2 separate regions of the Mus musculus genome follow, and region 2 is linked to region 1. Evidence: chromatin contacts called from public promoter capture Hi-C data. All regions are on one chromosome and are shown on one strand. Each heading gives the region's core, a stretch centred on a gene start, on an enhancer-like site or on the middle of the called end of the contact. The rest is flanking DNA. Distances are from core to core; before and after follow the strand shown. Region 1 holds the start of Dnah9 (dynein, axonemal, heavy chain 9). Region 2 overlaps Shisa6 (shisa family member 6).

The links. Promoter capture Hi-C pulls out the DNA fragments that hold promoters and counts their contacts.
Region 2: a contact with region 1 is called in a promoter capture Hi-C map of hippocampal neurons, with 3 times the contacts expected there. The contact joins the enhancer-like site here to the promoter of Dnah9 in region 1. A contact is called at or near these places in 4 of 39 promoter capture datasets (embryonic stem cells, hippocampal neurons, stem cell-derived epiblast-like cells and 1 more) and 1 of 9 other capture datasets (adipose tissue).

What each region holds. Positions count from the first base shown.
Region 1 is chr11:66,164,738-66,172,580 of GRCm38.p6, forward strand. It overlaps Dnah9 (dynein, axonemal, heavy chain 9), which reads right to left and starts at 3,814. Exons shown (of 69, transcript NM_001099633.1): 1 at 3,320-3,814. The coding sequence starts at 3,730. Gm12296 (predicted gene 12296) reads left to right here and starts at 3,298. Exons shown (of 3, transcript NR_153847.1): 1 at 3,298-3,846.
Region 2 is chr11:66,390,102-66,397,944 of GRCm38.p6, forward strand. All of the region lies in intron 2 of Shisa6 (shisa family member 6), which reads right to left. Among named protein-coding and RNA genes, the nearest start is that of Gm45945, 120 kb to the left of the region's middle. Within about 2 kb of position 4,425, at least 3 of the 459 cell types and tissues checked have an H3K27ac peak or open chromatin away from gene starts, as enhancers often do. A contact at or near this core is called in hippocampal neurons, where this site is marked.

The DNA of each region.
Region 1 (7,843 bases), core at 2,564-5,063:
CCATTGCTGTAATAAATAACACAATCCAAAGCAACTTGGGGAAGGAAAAGGTTTATATTACCTCATACTTCCTAGTCACAGTCCTTTACTGAGACCCTCAATAACTCAAGGAATAACCTGGGAGCAGAAATTAAAGCAAAGGCTAGGGAGAAGTTCTGCTTCCTTGCTTGTTCTTTACGGTGTGCTCAGCCTTTCTTAATATAATCCAGGACCACTTTCCCGGGGATTGCATCACCCACAGTGAACTGGACCCTCCCACATCAACCAGCAATCAAGAAAATACCCCATACATATGCCCACAGGCCAATATGATGGAGATAATTGGGAAAATGTGTTATACAGTATAATATATTTGACATCAAACAAACAAAAGATCTGTTGTATTCCACAATAGGAAGAACCACGAGGGCATTGTTAAGTGAAAGGACCTAGTGGATCCTAATTGGCTAAATAAATTACCCAGTGGATCCTCATTGGCTAAGTGAAATGACCTAGTTAATGATAAGGATGGTGCTGCCTCTTAAGCTGGGCAAGGGACAAATGCACTGTTGTGGCAGAGGAACATTGTAAAGACAATAGATTGAGGTCCCAGTCACATGCAGAGAGTGATTTCAGGATATGGGGTGTGGGGATGGGGGGGTGGTTCAGGAAGTTGAAAAAGCAGAAGCACTGGTCAGAGAGATGGGGGTGCACCCATCACAAAGTGGTGGGGACAGGAGGAGAAAGACTCAAAGAACCCAGAGGCCATGTGACCGGAGCACCTTTTGATTGTTGAAATAATTAAGTGTTAAGTCAAGAGAAACATCGAAAGTCACAAAGAGACAGCTGCTAGGTGACTCCATTCACACAGGTACCTGTAGACTAAAAGAGTCACATTCAGGAAGACAATTTGGAGAATGCTGTTTGGGGAGTGTGAGGACAGGGACATGGGTGTTTTGGGTGAGTGTACTTTCAATCATGTTGGGTAATGGAGGTCTGAAGATGTATCATACTTGGTGTTTATGCCTGACAGCATTGTATTGTGTGGTTAGGAACTCCTGGGTGGAAGGATTTTATGTTGTTGCTTTTTTAAAAAATAAAAATAATACTTTTAAAGAGTATTCTCTATCAGTATTTCACTGTTTAAGTGCCACATCATTCATTCATTTACTCCTTAACTGTATCCTTTTGTCTTCAATCTAAATTACAAAAACAAAAACAAACAAATAAACAAACAAAAACAAAAAACAAAAAACAAAACCCATGGATTTTTGTGCTACATACCTGTACTCTCATCTCTTGGGAGGTGGAGGTGAGAGGATTGGGGGTTAAAGGTCATCCTTACTACATAGCAAGTCAGACCCTGGCCTGGGCTACATGAGGCTACATTATCTATCTCAAAACATAGATAAAGAAAAAAGAAAAAAAGAAAGAGAGAGAGAGAGAGAGAGAGAGAGAGAGAGAGAGAGAGAGAGAGAGAGAGAGAAAGAGAAAATCTCTTAAACTGTCTATTTTATGTATATATGTATGGTCTATGTGCATGTATGCCACATGTGTGTAGGTTTCCATGGGACACAGAAGGTGTCAGATCTCCTAGAGCTGGAGTTGGAGGCTGCTGTGAACTTCCTGACTTGAGTATTGTGAACCAAACTCTGCTCCCATGGAAGTGTGGTTTCATAAGCTGGAAGTCATTTCTCCAGCTCCTAAAGTTACTGTTGATTTCTGGGCTGGATTTCCTTGATTATGTAGTCCTGAGTTGTGCTCAACCCTCTTCACAGACTAGTTTGTGTCTGTCTCTAAGCCTTTAAAAAAATCATTTTATTTTATTTTTATTTTATTTTATTTTTTAAGGCTACATATCCATGTGTGCCTATATAAGTGTATATGTACATATGACTTCAGATAGTCATAGAGTTTAGAAGAGGGCATCAAATCCCCCAGATCTGGAGCTACAGGTGGTTGTGAGCTTCCTGATATGGGTCTTTTGCAAGAACATTATGTACCCTTAACTGCCTCTCCCTTATCAGAACTCAATGTAACACTAAGATTACCGCAGCCCCTGAGACTACATGGATCTGTCTTTCCTCTGAAGCCAAGGACAATTTCCTATCATCCTTTACCAGGGACATGACCTACAGATGGACTTCTGTACAGGTGGTATTCAAACATAACACAGTAATAAGACTATTCAATTTAAAACCATTAAAGCACTTAATGCTAGCCTAGCTTCCCCAGACTCTGAATGCTTGCCCATCCATCCTATTCCTCCTCGGGATTTCCCCTTTCACAGCAACTAGGGAGCTAACATTAGATGTAGCAAGGAAGAGTCATGTCCTGGCTTTACCACTAGGGCCAAAGTTTTAGAGAAGTGTTCACCCTCACTGTCTTCAGTTTCAAATACGTTGAACGCATGATCTGATGAGTGTGTTTGGGAAGCATCTCATGGATGGGAATTTATTTTCCATTTCTGTGCCGTTTCCAGGGCACTAAGCATACAGAACGCCACACAGCTAGTATCTGCACACACTCCTTTCACAACTGGCTAGACCTAGAGAGGGCCAGCCTCTAGAAGCACATGTGCTCAACTCAACTACCAGGAAAGCTTTCTTCCTTTGGGAAGGTCTAATGGGTTCAAGATTCTCATCTAACTACCATTGCGAAAATCCTCTGAGCTCTGAAGGCCCAGAGGCTCCACCTGTATCTCTTTTCCCAGAGGTGGGACAGATTCTTCCCAATGCCTGCTGACCAAAAGATACCCAACTGCTGCCAGCCCAAGGCAGTTCCATAAATGTTTGCATGGTAAATGAAGGACATTAAAATCAAAACCAAATCGCCTCCTTCTAAACTTCTTTGCAAAGGTAGATACTATTTAAAGCAGTGCAGCTCCTTCCCATCCAGCAGACAAACTTTAACTCAAAATTCACCACTTTCTTGTCCTTGGCCCTTGCGTGATGACTTACAAAGCTGCCAGGACTCAGGCATTCTTCACACTATGACTTCCTCTTGAACCAACCCCCTGACCCAAAGCTGGTTCATATTGTGGCCTGGCTTTCACCCAGACTTGTCCCCAGCTGGCACCCAGCAGATCACCAACCAGGGTCTTGGTTTACTGGCAGCCCTGCCCTTCCACTCCCTCCCAGGCTGTGCTCCAATCTCAGCCCTTTTTCTTTCAGACTCCACCACAGACTCCTCCTGTGACCCCGCCCACGTACCAATCCCTCTGCAGCGTCGCCCCACCTCTTTGGTTTTGACCCCGCCCCTCATGCACACGCCCCTCTTCCCCCTTCCCTCCCTTAGACTTCGAGCCTCTGCTAGCAAGGGGCCATCCACCCACCCTCACCTCTGAGAGCAGCGGGGCCAGGTGCTCCAGTGGCACCGCGGGTAGGTCCCCGCAGAGCACCGTGCCGCGGAGGCTGTGATTTCCCGGAGGCTCGGACTTAGTGCGCAAGAAAAAGAGCCCCTTGGCGCGAGCTCGGCTGGGCTCTGGTCCTGCGTCTAGACCGGGTGTCACCACCAGGCCCCCGGGCCCGGACTGAACCACCAGCAGTGGCCGCGGATCCGAGGCAGCGTTGTGATCCAGGAAGGCCTGCAGCAGCCTCCCCGCCTCGGCTGTGCCTGCACAGCGCTCCCAGGTGCCCGCGGCCGGACGCAGGCTCCGAGCCACAAAAGTCCCCAGAAGCCGCAGCCTCGGGTCTCCAGGCTCCTCGTCCCCAGACTCCGCCAGCGCTGCCTGCTCCTTGGCGCCGGGCATCGCGTGTTGCCAGCTGCAGCGTCTGTTTCCCTAGCGACGGGGATGCCAGGCCCTCCTGCCTCTGCTCTCCTTATATTGGGCACTGGACTCTAGCTCCGCCCCACTAAGTTAATAAGGTAGGCAGGGGCTGAGAAGGGGCGGGGTCGCGTCGTTGTTGCTGGGAAACTGGTGGAAGCTCTCACATCCAAGCTGGTCTGGTAGACTAGACGTGCTCTGAAGACTACAGGCACAGGCTTGCGTGGGATTCTTTTGTCTAAGGCCAGATTAAAGTCTTCAGACGCCTCCATACACAAAATGAATAGTTCTCTTACTCTGTCCTAAATATATAATTTAAAAAGTTAATCCCAACGCCAAGGATAATACCATGAATGCAATACAATTTTTTTCCCAAGATAACAACTCAAACACTTTCGGAGAATGCTGTTGGATAGAACTTTTTTTTTTTCCTTCAAATTATGAGCTTCCAGCGACACTCGACCTGTTGGTGACACAGGGCTTAATTGTTTCATTTAAATTTGCAATTAAATAAGCATGCGTGTCTAGCAATCACTTCGAATGTCTCCTCTTCAGACATTTATAATAAATTATTGTAAAAAATAATCTCCAGTACCTTGCTTTGCCTGCACCTTCATTTGCCAAAAGGGCAGCTGTGCTGGACAATGGTCTTCCATGCGAGTGGCCCGAGGTCAATTCTTAAATATACTGAAGTGCTTGTAAATATGCAGCGTGCTCCCCTTCTGACCTGGAAAATTATCACTCCTCATAGGTTTGATCCTTCTCCGTGATCAGAATCAATCACTTGGGTCTTTGTATGCGTGTGTGAACGAAGGAATGGATATGTGTGTGTAAAAAGGAAATGGACACTCAGCCAGAGGCCTTCCGGTCTGCAAGAATCTCCTGTCTGCCCCCCCACCCCCACCCCCGATTGTATTACCTCCCAGGGACTGCGGGATTTCTTAGTAAAGTGAATGTTTACATCAGGCTTCAAGGACTATTAACAGAGTAGCACTTATCAAAGGCAGCTTGGCTTAACAAGAACCACCCCCCCAGCCCCGCCCAGGACAACACCAGTGCCTGGAAGCTGAAATGATTTACTGCTCGATAACTGGGACCCAGGGGTTCTGTGATGAAAATGTTTGCATTAGAAAATGGATCTTTGTGTCTATAAAGAGTGTTTTATCATTGCTGCATTAAACAACAAGTGGAGCAATTAAGAAGAAAGGGGCAAAATGAATCTGATAATTGATATTCCCAAAAAGACGTTGGGGGAAAATAGAAATGTCAGAGGATTCTTACATATCTTAATTCCTTCCTTCCTTCCCTCCTTCCTCCCTTGTTTGCCTCCCTCCTTTCCTCTCTTCTTCCCTTCTTCCTATAAGGAGTAGTCATGCCATTTGGGTGGCAGATCTCCATTGTGTTAATCTGCTTATGTTTTATATATAGAGAGAACTCATCTACATTCTATTGGCTCTTCAAATAAAATTTGTGCCCCTCTCACCCTGGCTTTGTTTCCCCTTTATCTTGTTTGTTCTCATACCCCCAACATATATAAAAACTGGATGAATGATGGAACGGGGAGATGTGTTTGTGGATAGAAAAACTTACTTTGCAAGCACAAGGGCCCGAGTTCAACCTCCTTAGTGCCTGTACTAATGCTTTCCATAGCTGTGCACACTTTGGTGGTCAGGAACAGGTGGATCCTAAGAGCTCCCTGGTTAGTTAGCCAGCAGTGAACTTCTTCTGATCCACTGGAGAAATAGGGCAGAGAGCCATAGAGAAAGATTCCATACATCATACCCTGACTGGCATGGGGCATATCTGCACATATAAGCATGTATGTGAACACATGTGCATGTACCCAGAGAGAATGAATGAGTTCCTGAAGATACCTGCCTAAAGCAAACACCACCATCTGTTTTTGTTTCTCTATAACACAACTGTCCATTTTAGATGCTGATTTTTTCAATTCCTTAACATAGACATTTTGCAGTGGGTGAGGGTTCTGAGAAAAGCTTGTCTTGATGGTTGTGGATTAGGATTTTTACTGATGTTGAAGATAAAATAGCTCCCATTAGGAGCTCCATCAATCATTAGAAGGCTTGAGCAGGCTTGGGGTGTTATGTGCACTCTCCAAATTGGCAGGTCAAGGTTGAATGCTGGCAGGAGGTCTTTTTTCTTTATCCATAGCCTCTTTGCTTTTAATTGGTGTGTGTGTGTGTGTGTGTGTGTGTGTGTGTGTGTGTTCCTACGTACACACCTGCTTAGTCTGAACATTACTTGCCTATATATATTTTAGGGCTGACCATTTGGTTTTGGATAACCTGATGGTTTGCTTCCCTGGGGAAGATAGTTTCTCCTGCTCTCAACAAGTATTTGCCCGTATGCCTGTAGTTCTTTGTCTAGGGTTGAAGTCTTGTGAGCTTTCTTCATTAACATATGTACTGGCGATGCTCTTGTTCAGGTATAGGTTTTATTTTTACCATTCTTCTTTAACTTTACACAAGTTTATTTCCATATATATATATATCTTAGTCAGGGTTTCTATTCCTGCACAAACATCATGGCCAAGAAGCACTTGGGGAGGAAAGGGTTTATTCAGCTTACTCTTCCACATTGCTGTTCATCACCAAAAGAAGTCAGGACTGGTACTCAAACAGATCAGGAAGCAGGAGCTGATGCAGAGGCCATGGAAAGATGTTCCTTACTGGCTGGCTTCCCTGGCTTGCTCAGCCTGCTCTCTTATAGAACCCAAGACTACCAGCTCAGGGATGGTTCCACCCACAAGGGGACCTCCCCCTTGATCACTAATTGAGAAAATGCCTTACAGCTGGATCTTGTGGAGGCATTCCCCCAACTGAAGCTCCTTTCTCTGTGATAACTCTAGCCTGTGTCAAATTGACACAAAACTAGCCAGTACAGTATATGTATATAGTTTATATATATAAAGTATATAGTGTACAATAAAAATAAATAAATAAATATGTTTACAACAGTTGCTCATGCCTATAATTCCAGCATGTGGAAGACTAAGAGTAACCACAACCAAGGCTAAGACTAATCTGATATATATAGTAAGGTCCTATCTCAAATAAATATAAATAAATAAGCACATCAGCCTGGGCTGTGTGCTTGTGACCTCAACACTTAAAGATAGAGGCCAGAGGACCAGTAAGTCATTATCCTTAGCTACATAGTTTCAGCCACATTGTGCTATATGAGAATATATATCAAAAGGTGGGAAAGTTCACTCTATTTCATGGAAATGCTCATTGTTTTATTTGTAAAGTTATAATCAAATATCCTAGACATCAAACATCATAATCAAGTGTCTTTGTTAATAGTGGTGTCTTTGTTAGCCAATCTAGTAGGCTTTGTCTCTTAATGTGCTTATTGACTTTGTTCAGCTCAGTTGATTCATGGATAGGGAAGCATTCATCCTTTGGCTTTATAACAAGTACTCTTCTTTTTTCTCCTTTCCATGTAACCGCTTCTTGTTAGTCTCCTTGACTCTCTCCCCTGTTTCTGTCCCTTCAACGTTAGTATTGGGGTCATCTGCTTAATGCCCTCTCTCTTCTCAATTCCCAACATCTCCTTTCATGAGCTTGTTTATCCAAAACAACAATTCTTCCCTTTAGTCAAATGAGCGTGTGTGTGTGTGTGTGTGTGTGTGTGTGTGTGCGCACACACACACACACACACACACACACACACATTTATATACAGCCCATACTTGGATAAGGGATTGTATATTGAATACATCTTATCCCCTCAAACTGAAGCAGAATAAAAAGGAAAATTCCACTGGATATAGGCAGAGAAAATGAGCCCTTTATATCAGAGATCTGGTTTAAGTCTATCTAAACCATCAATAAAGGAATATAATCTCTTTTCTGAAACACACACACACACACACCACACAAATAATATATTAAACCATATTTAAATTCAAAGTATATATCCCAAATCCTTTGAATTTTTTGACTTTTTATCTTGTTTGCTTGTACAACTATACCATGAATTCCATAAGCCACCTCATAATATTATTTATTAAAGTTGCCTAGGTGAAAATATGTGTGGTGGTTTGAATGAGATTGGCCTCCATAGGTTCACGTG
Region 2 (7,843 bases), core at 3,175-5,674, 230 kb after region 1:
GAGTGTAACCTGGTGTGCTGACTGGTTTTATGTCAGCTTGACACAGCTAGAGTCACTGGAGAGGAAGGAGTCTCCTCTTTGATTTGAGGAGTGGCAATAGGCAAGCCTGTAGAACAATTTCTTAGTTAGCGATTGCTGTCAGAGGGTCTAGATCATTGTGGGTGGGGTCACCTGGGGTGGGAGACCCTGGGTGGGAAGCCCTAGGTTCTATAGGAAAGCAGGCTGAGCAAGCCATGTAGAGCAATCTAGGAAGCAGCACATGACCCCCCCCCCCCCCACACACACACACACACCATGGCCTCTGCATCAGCTCTTACCTCCATGTTCAGGCCCAGTTTGAGTACCTGTCCTGATTTCCATACATGGTAAACAATCATATGAAAGCGTAAGCCAAATAAACCTTTTCCTTCCCAAGTTTCCGTTGGTCACTCTGTCTCATCACTGCAACAGTAACCCTAACCAGGGCACCTGAGAGCTCCAGCATTTTCTGCTTTCTGTACCCTTCCGTTTCTGACTTTGCCCTTCTCCTGCCTAGAGAAGTCTGAGTGGGAAGGAATGCAAGAGGGCACTTGCATTCATCTCCTCTGTGTCTTTCCTGCGTTTTTGGTAAGTGAACTGTCTGCCCCTGTCACTGTTGCAGCCTAACATCCACCTCCGTTCATCTCCAGCTTATCCCTCTCCTCCTCGAAGCACCGATTTCTTTCCTCAATAAACTCATCCACAGCGGAACTTATCCCAATGCTCACAACCTTAAATGCAACTTCCCCTTTACCCCGCAGCCCCCTCCCCAGCCACTGCTTCATATCTTTACCAGCCTTCACAGTGAAATTTGACCAAAGCCATCCTGATAGTAACTTTCTCCACCCCAACAGTTCTCTTTGTGCTTGTAAATCCCTCCGTTCACCTCTCCATTTGTTAGCATAAGCCTTTGTGGGACTGGATTAAGAACCTCTGTAATTACATCAGCAAAAGTCCTGTTTACAAGTGAGATCAGACTCATAGGTGTGGAGGCTGGGATTTCAACATACTCTTCAGAGAGATGCTTAGTCTTGAATATGTCCCCAAAGACTCAAGCATTGGAAATTTAATCTCTGAATTCGTACAGTGATATACAGAGTGGGACCTTTGGCAGATAACAAGGGTAAGATGATGGTCCTTCCCTCCCCATGCAGAGCCCTCAGCCTTGATGACATGGTACAAAGGCTCCTGCTAGATGCGGTCCTGTGATCTTGATTCCAAGATTCCCCATCTCTAGAACCACAGAGAGAAAGCTTCTTTATAAATTATTCAGCTGGAGGCATTTTGATACAGGAACACAAAATAGACCAAGTCAAAAGGAAGTTTCATCATTTCAACAGTCCCCAAAGAGTTTCTCCCAAAGCCTTTCTCATAAGCATCACTCCACCCAAGATCCTTATCATCCCCATTTCTGATCCCCAACCCTTGAAGTTAGCAAATACTGCCATGACTCTCTGTAAATTCAACTCAGAGCCATTCTCTTCTACCTCATCAGCCAGCTACCGGTTAAAACCACAAGCAGTGTCCATCTGACCTGCAACAGTTGAACCAAGCTTTGTACTTCAGCTGAACTCACTGCCATCTGCTCATGATGTAACGCATGTAAAGTCACCTAAATAAGGGCATCAGATCATGCTTTGACTCTCAAAATCTTTCAGGGCTGCATATTCCTAACAGTAGAACACTATTCGCTATATGCTATTGCCCTGCTGGCTTCCCTCACTTATACCAACTTCCTCATTCCTCAGTGCAGGCACATCAAAAGATCTGCTCTCCCAGCATGCCCTGTTCAGATCTGACTCACAATCTTTTGCATTTGCAATCGCCTCTACCTGGAGCTAACACACATCCTCTCTCTGAAATTAGGTCTTTGAGAGTTTCAAACATACAACATGTTTCCATCATATTCAACATCTCCAGTCCTTGCTGAGTTATTTCCTTATCTGGCCAATGTCATGATGCCCCCTTTTAAACTCCCCGGGATCAGTGTTTGCTGCACCACATATTCTTGAGTGTATAATCTTTTACTGGAGAGTACCTGTCTTACCAAGGGGCTACATTAGAGAAAGCTGGCCCATTCTCTCCCAGGAGCTAACAATTGCAAATCTATTCAGGCTTGGGATGGGACTCTGTACCCAACCCCCTCTCCTGCTTGAGATTTGGTCTGGTTTGGGTTTACACAGGTCTTGTGAGTGCTGTAAAGGTTTGTACATGTAGCTACTTCACTATGTCCAGAGATGTCCTTACAGTCATCCACTGCCTCTGGCTTTTACCTTCCTCCTATACCCTCTTCTAAAATGCTTTTAACCACAGTGAAATATTACTACACATACAGAAATACCAAATGTTGCTGGGGATATGGAGCAAATGAAAGCCTTAGCACACTGCTGGTGCGAGGATAAAATCATCAACCTGTTGCAAAGTCTTGTAGATGAAATATGCCTGCTCTAGACCCCAACAATTCCACACCAAGGTATCTACCCAAGAAACATGAGTACACGTTCAGTCAGGTACAAGAATATTTATTACAGCCTTATTTATAACAGTGAAAATGGAAACATTGGAGTTCTCAAAAAAATACAGATTGAATAAATACATTCAAGCACGTGTAGAAAATACAGTTCTGTGCAAATAAAAACTATTAGCAAATACCGTAACATAAATGACTCACAAGCTGAAAATCCAAAGACAAAAGAATACATACTCTAAGATCCCATTCATATAGTGGCTAAAGCAAGCTCTTTTGAAAAGAGCCCAAAAGAAAGGCAAGACTATCTGATGATGACAGAAGTCAGAATAGTGGTTATCTTACATGTAGACTATAACTGGCCACAGAAGAATCTTATGGAGTGGTAGAAATGTCCTGTAATATTTTTTCTAGTGGTTCAATAAGAGGGAGATGTATGGACAGAAAGACAGATGACAGATATAGGTAAATATTCTGTTCAATACTTAGGTTTAATATTTTACATTAAAAATATTTTTCTGTATTTCTGTAGTTTCTTAAGTTCTATTGAAGTGAAGTATAGTATTCTTAGTATTCCAGCTCCCCAAATGTCTATATTTAGCTAGGTTTATAAACCACAGGCCCTCAAAACTACAAAGGTTCTTCACCTCCTCATTAGTAGGGGTGGGGTCAGGACAGAGGAAGTGAATTATAAAACATGGTGTTCAGAGGAAACTGGGTGAGGGTGAAGCAGCCCACTGCCTCTATTCTGCTCAGAGGGCCCACATTCGCAATTCTCCTGCTCAGAGAGTTAGGGTGTGACCATTGAGAGTTAATTCCCTGACAATGAACAGCTCAGGAAGCCTCCTTCCTTTTTTTTTTTTTTTTTTTTTTTTTTTTTTTTTTTTTTTTTTTTTGGTTTTTTTGAAACAGGGTTTCTCTGTGTCGTCTTGGCTGTCCTGGAACTCACGCTGTAGACCAGGCGGGCCTCGAACTCAGAAATTCGCCTGCCTCTGCCTCCCAAGTGCTGGGATTAAAGGCATGTGCCGCCGTCGATCGTCGAGGAAGCCTCCTTCTTAAGAAAGAGAGGTAACGGTGAAGGCAGCCAGAGGCAGAGGCAGAAGGGATTCCATGCAGGAGAAATGTCAGGATGATGGGGCCCTGAGCAAAGGCACCAACCAGCTCTGCCTCTAATAAAGCCATAGTTGCTGTGGTGATGAGTGGGTGAGACATGAGAGAGAAACTCCTAGAAAGTGTGGACCGTACAAGTCAGGAAGCAGAGAGTAGTCATCTCAGCAGCTGGCTTGAAGACATTTATTCTCCCAAGAAACTCCGTGCAACGGGTGACAAGGCATTTAAGGCTCAGAACTCCTTCAAATACTTAAGTAAAAAGTGTTCTCAGTGAAGGATAAAGTCGGACTGAAACCAGACGATATGTAATAAGTCTCTGGGTTTAGGAGACCTCTGATCCACAGGGAAGGACCTCATATTAAGAAATGGTAATCACTCTGTTTGTGCACTTGACTACGAGCATCATATAAAATCTCATTTAATTGAAATGCTGAAACCACCTCAAATCGCATGCATTAATTATCCCCATGTGGCACATAAGAAAGTAAAGTCCTTCTCGGTTTAGATCATTTGTCTAAAACCACACAGTGAGTAAGGTAAGGCTTGGGGATTTGAGCAAAGCTTGCTTTACTCCAAAGCCTGTGGCTTTTCAGACTGTCAGGAGAAATAAAGATGTACTATATTGCAGGAAAGTGAGATTAGTGAAGCCACAAGGCAGGAAGCCGATCGAGGTCAGGTTCCAAAAAAGTGGGCCCAGGAAGAAGAATGTGAGGCCAAGACTTAAGCTCAATAGTGCAAAGCAGAAAGATGACAGCACGTGAAGGTACACCAAAGCCTGGGCTGGAGCAACTGCTGACAATCCCCAGGGAGCTAAGGCATATGGCTAACAGTCTGTTCCTGTTAGAGGGTAGACAGAGAAACATCCCCGGATCCAGAGACTGTGAAAGCTCATCTCTATGCATACCTGCAGCACATGTCGTCTTCTTCAGGGCAGTGGTAGGATCCTGCTTCCCGGCTCTTTGGGTCTCACACTCTGGATGTACAAGAAAGAATGCTTCTCACCCTTTCAGCTACCCTGCATGTAGCCTAACACCCTGCACAGGCTGATCATCAGCTTTTCATGTTGAGTTAATTAATTAACAATTTCAGTTTGCTCGTTCACGGTCTATCTGAGGCTGAGTCAAGGCAGTGCCTCTTTATCTGCAGCAGGCAGATGCCTCCCCTTAAGCCACCCACGTAATTATCTCGGGTCTCTAAGCCCCTTTGAATTCCACAGCCATTATGCTAGGGGGAGAGCTTAGTGGTAGAGAGTGCGCTTCTCATGCATGAGGCTATGGGTTCGAGGCCCCAGCGCTGTGAAGCCTGTATTCAGGGATACAAGCCAAATAGTCCTTTATTCACTTGCTTAGCAAAATGCTGAGTGGAGATTAACTTTGTATGTCCTTTGTTTAATAACAAAGAGGCTCAAGTTTTCAGAGCCCATGCTATTTTTATAAAGAAAATGTCAGGGGGTGGAGAGACAGCTCAGAAGTTTAACTCACTTTTTGCCAAGTTTGACTCCTGGCATCATCAAGGTAGCTCACAACCATCCCTAACTTCAAATTTCCAGGGAACCAGATGCACTCTTCTCTCCTCCTCATGTATCAGGCATGCGTGTAGCACACATACATACATACATACATACATACATACATACATACAGGCAAAACATTCAAATGCATAAAATAAAATAACCTTAAAATAGAAAACTTTAAAATGACTTTTTATTCAAAAATAAATAGAAAGAAAGTTTATAAGTTGTAATTTTCCTTAAAAACTAATGAAACTTTGATTAATTTCAAGACAATTCTTATAAGAAAAATGTATATGAACTGAAGGATAAAAAGACTCCATCAAAAGTTGAAGTGGAATGAGGCTGGAGAGGTGACTCTATAGTTAAGAGTACTGGCTGTTCTGCCAAAGAACCAGTGTTCAATTCCAGCACCCAAATGGAGTTCACAACTACCTAGAACTCCAGTCCCAAGGGATTTGACATTCTCTTCTGACCACTGCACACGCAGGGTGAACAGACATATGTACTGAGCACTCTCACACAGAAAAATAATAGTCTTTTAAGTTGTTGTGAAAAACAAACCAAAACCAACCAGCCAACCAAACACCTGGGTGTCAGAAAGAAGTAAGTAATTTGGAAGAGAATGTAATCAGGTCTTGCACCAGGGAACATGAATTATAAAAAGCAGAGTGGTATGGGTGCAATAATAGGTAAATGGAAGAAAACAGATAAGGCAGGGAAGAGATGTTAGTAAGCTTAAGGAGTGAACATAGAGTAAAGATATCACTGAGGTCAAAGATAGAGGGAAAAAATGGATAAGAGCTAACTGATTAGGCCATAAAAATCAAACAGGCACAAGGGAAACTTAGCCTTGAATTGTGCTAAACCTTATATTATTTTTCCCTCAAGATTTGAAACTAAGAGTTTAAGTATTGTGCATGTAAAATGATACATAACTCCAGAGTCCCTATTAAGACACTTCAAAGTCATATGAAATTGACAAGTCTGTGATATTATAAATCGTGTGAAGGCCAAAAGCCTTGGACCAGAGAGGAAAGTGGCTATCTTCCTGATCTTTGGTAAGAGGTGCCCACTCTGAGATCAAATGAGGAAGAAATAAAAAATATATATAGTAGGTCACATTTGACAAAAATAGTTTTAGAAGATTAAAAGTCACCACAAACATGAGCCCATGTTCATAGCATTGTTCATATTGCAATGGTCAAAGAGTGGACCAGCCAAGGTGCTCATTCACTCAAGGATGAGTGAATAAGTAAGATGTGGTATCCATGTGCAATGGAATATTATTCTGTCTTATAGGGAACTTGTCACATGTTACAACACAGACGAAAGTTGAGGACATTATGGTAAATGAAATAAGCTTAAATCAATCAACCAAACAAACAAACAAAACCACATACTATATTGATTTCACATAGCTATTCAGAAAGGTCTAATGTATAGAGACATAAAGTTGAATGGTGGTAGCCAGGAGAGGAGTCACTGTTTAATGGGTACAAAGTTGTAGTTTTTTCAGGGTTTAAAAAAAATCCTGGAGATCCGTCCTATACCAATTAGAATAGATTATTACTGAACAATGTATACCTGCGGTGTTCAAGATGGTAAATTGAGTTACATGTACTTCCTCAAAATTGTTCATTTAAAAGCAAATCTGTTTACTGTATATTTTAAAAGTCCCTACAAATAAGAGCTGAGCTTCCTTGGGAACATTTGAAATATGGACAGGAAGGCAGATAAGTCACACAGTATCTCTTTAGGGCAATAGATGGATGAGTTATTAGAGTGTTAAAACATGCACACCCTTTGACTCAGTAATTCCACTTGTAGCAAGGGAATTCCCTTTCATCCAAGGGAAATAATTACAGACCTAGCAGAGATTTGTGTGCAGTGATTGTCATCACAGCATTATTTATAATAATGGAAAAGTACACCAACCTCAATTTGTTCAACGAGAGGATGGCTGAATAAATTAAGCTATATTCAAAGGGTGGATGCCACACAGTCATTTGCTGGGAGATTTTCTAGACTATTTTAATGTTAGGAGAAAGATTCACCAAGTACTATTAGGTAAACAAAATGTTTACAACGAATATATAATGTGATTACATCTTTGAAAATATAGAGAGAGGTACACCTAGACCAGGAGGAAGGTATAACAGTTACTCTCAAGAGGGTTGCTGCATGGGATACGATTTCCAGGTGCTTCTCAACAAACAAATATTTCTTCTATATTGAGAATCACTCCATTTTGGAAATAGGGTGTGTTTTGATGGGAAAGGGTAATCAACCACAGAGCAAAATGAAGTGGTGGCTTGTGTAAGAGCCACCAGAGCAAGGCCTCCTCTTACCACAGTAGGGTTGCTAATGGGTATTGCCTCCCTGCTGGCTTTCTGAAGTCATCTCTTGGCATAGAAAGCATAATGATGTGTGTACGAGGTTTGAGGACTTGCTCTCTGCCCCAATTCCCCTTGTCTGGGAAAGTCAGGAAAGCCATTCTTTTGCTAGCATACAGGTCCTCTGATGACACTGAGATAACATTAGACTCCAATTCACCTTGCAGAGACCTCACTGAAAGGGACACCATGGGACCTGGGTTCTGGGAGTGAGGGTTGGTGTCCTGAATCAACAAGTAATGTTGCACTGTTGACAGTTGACAATGTATTATCCACCTAGAGTCAGAGCCAAGACCAGCAGAAACAGACAGAAAGGCACACAGACTGCTGGAGTCAGCCATC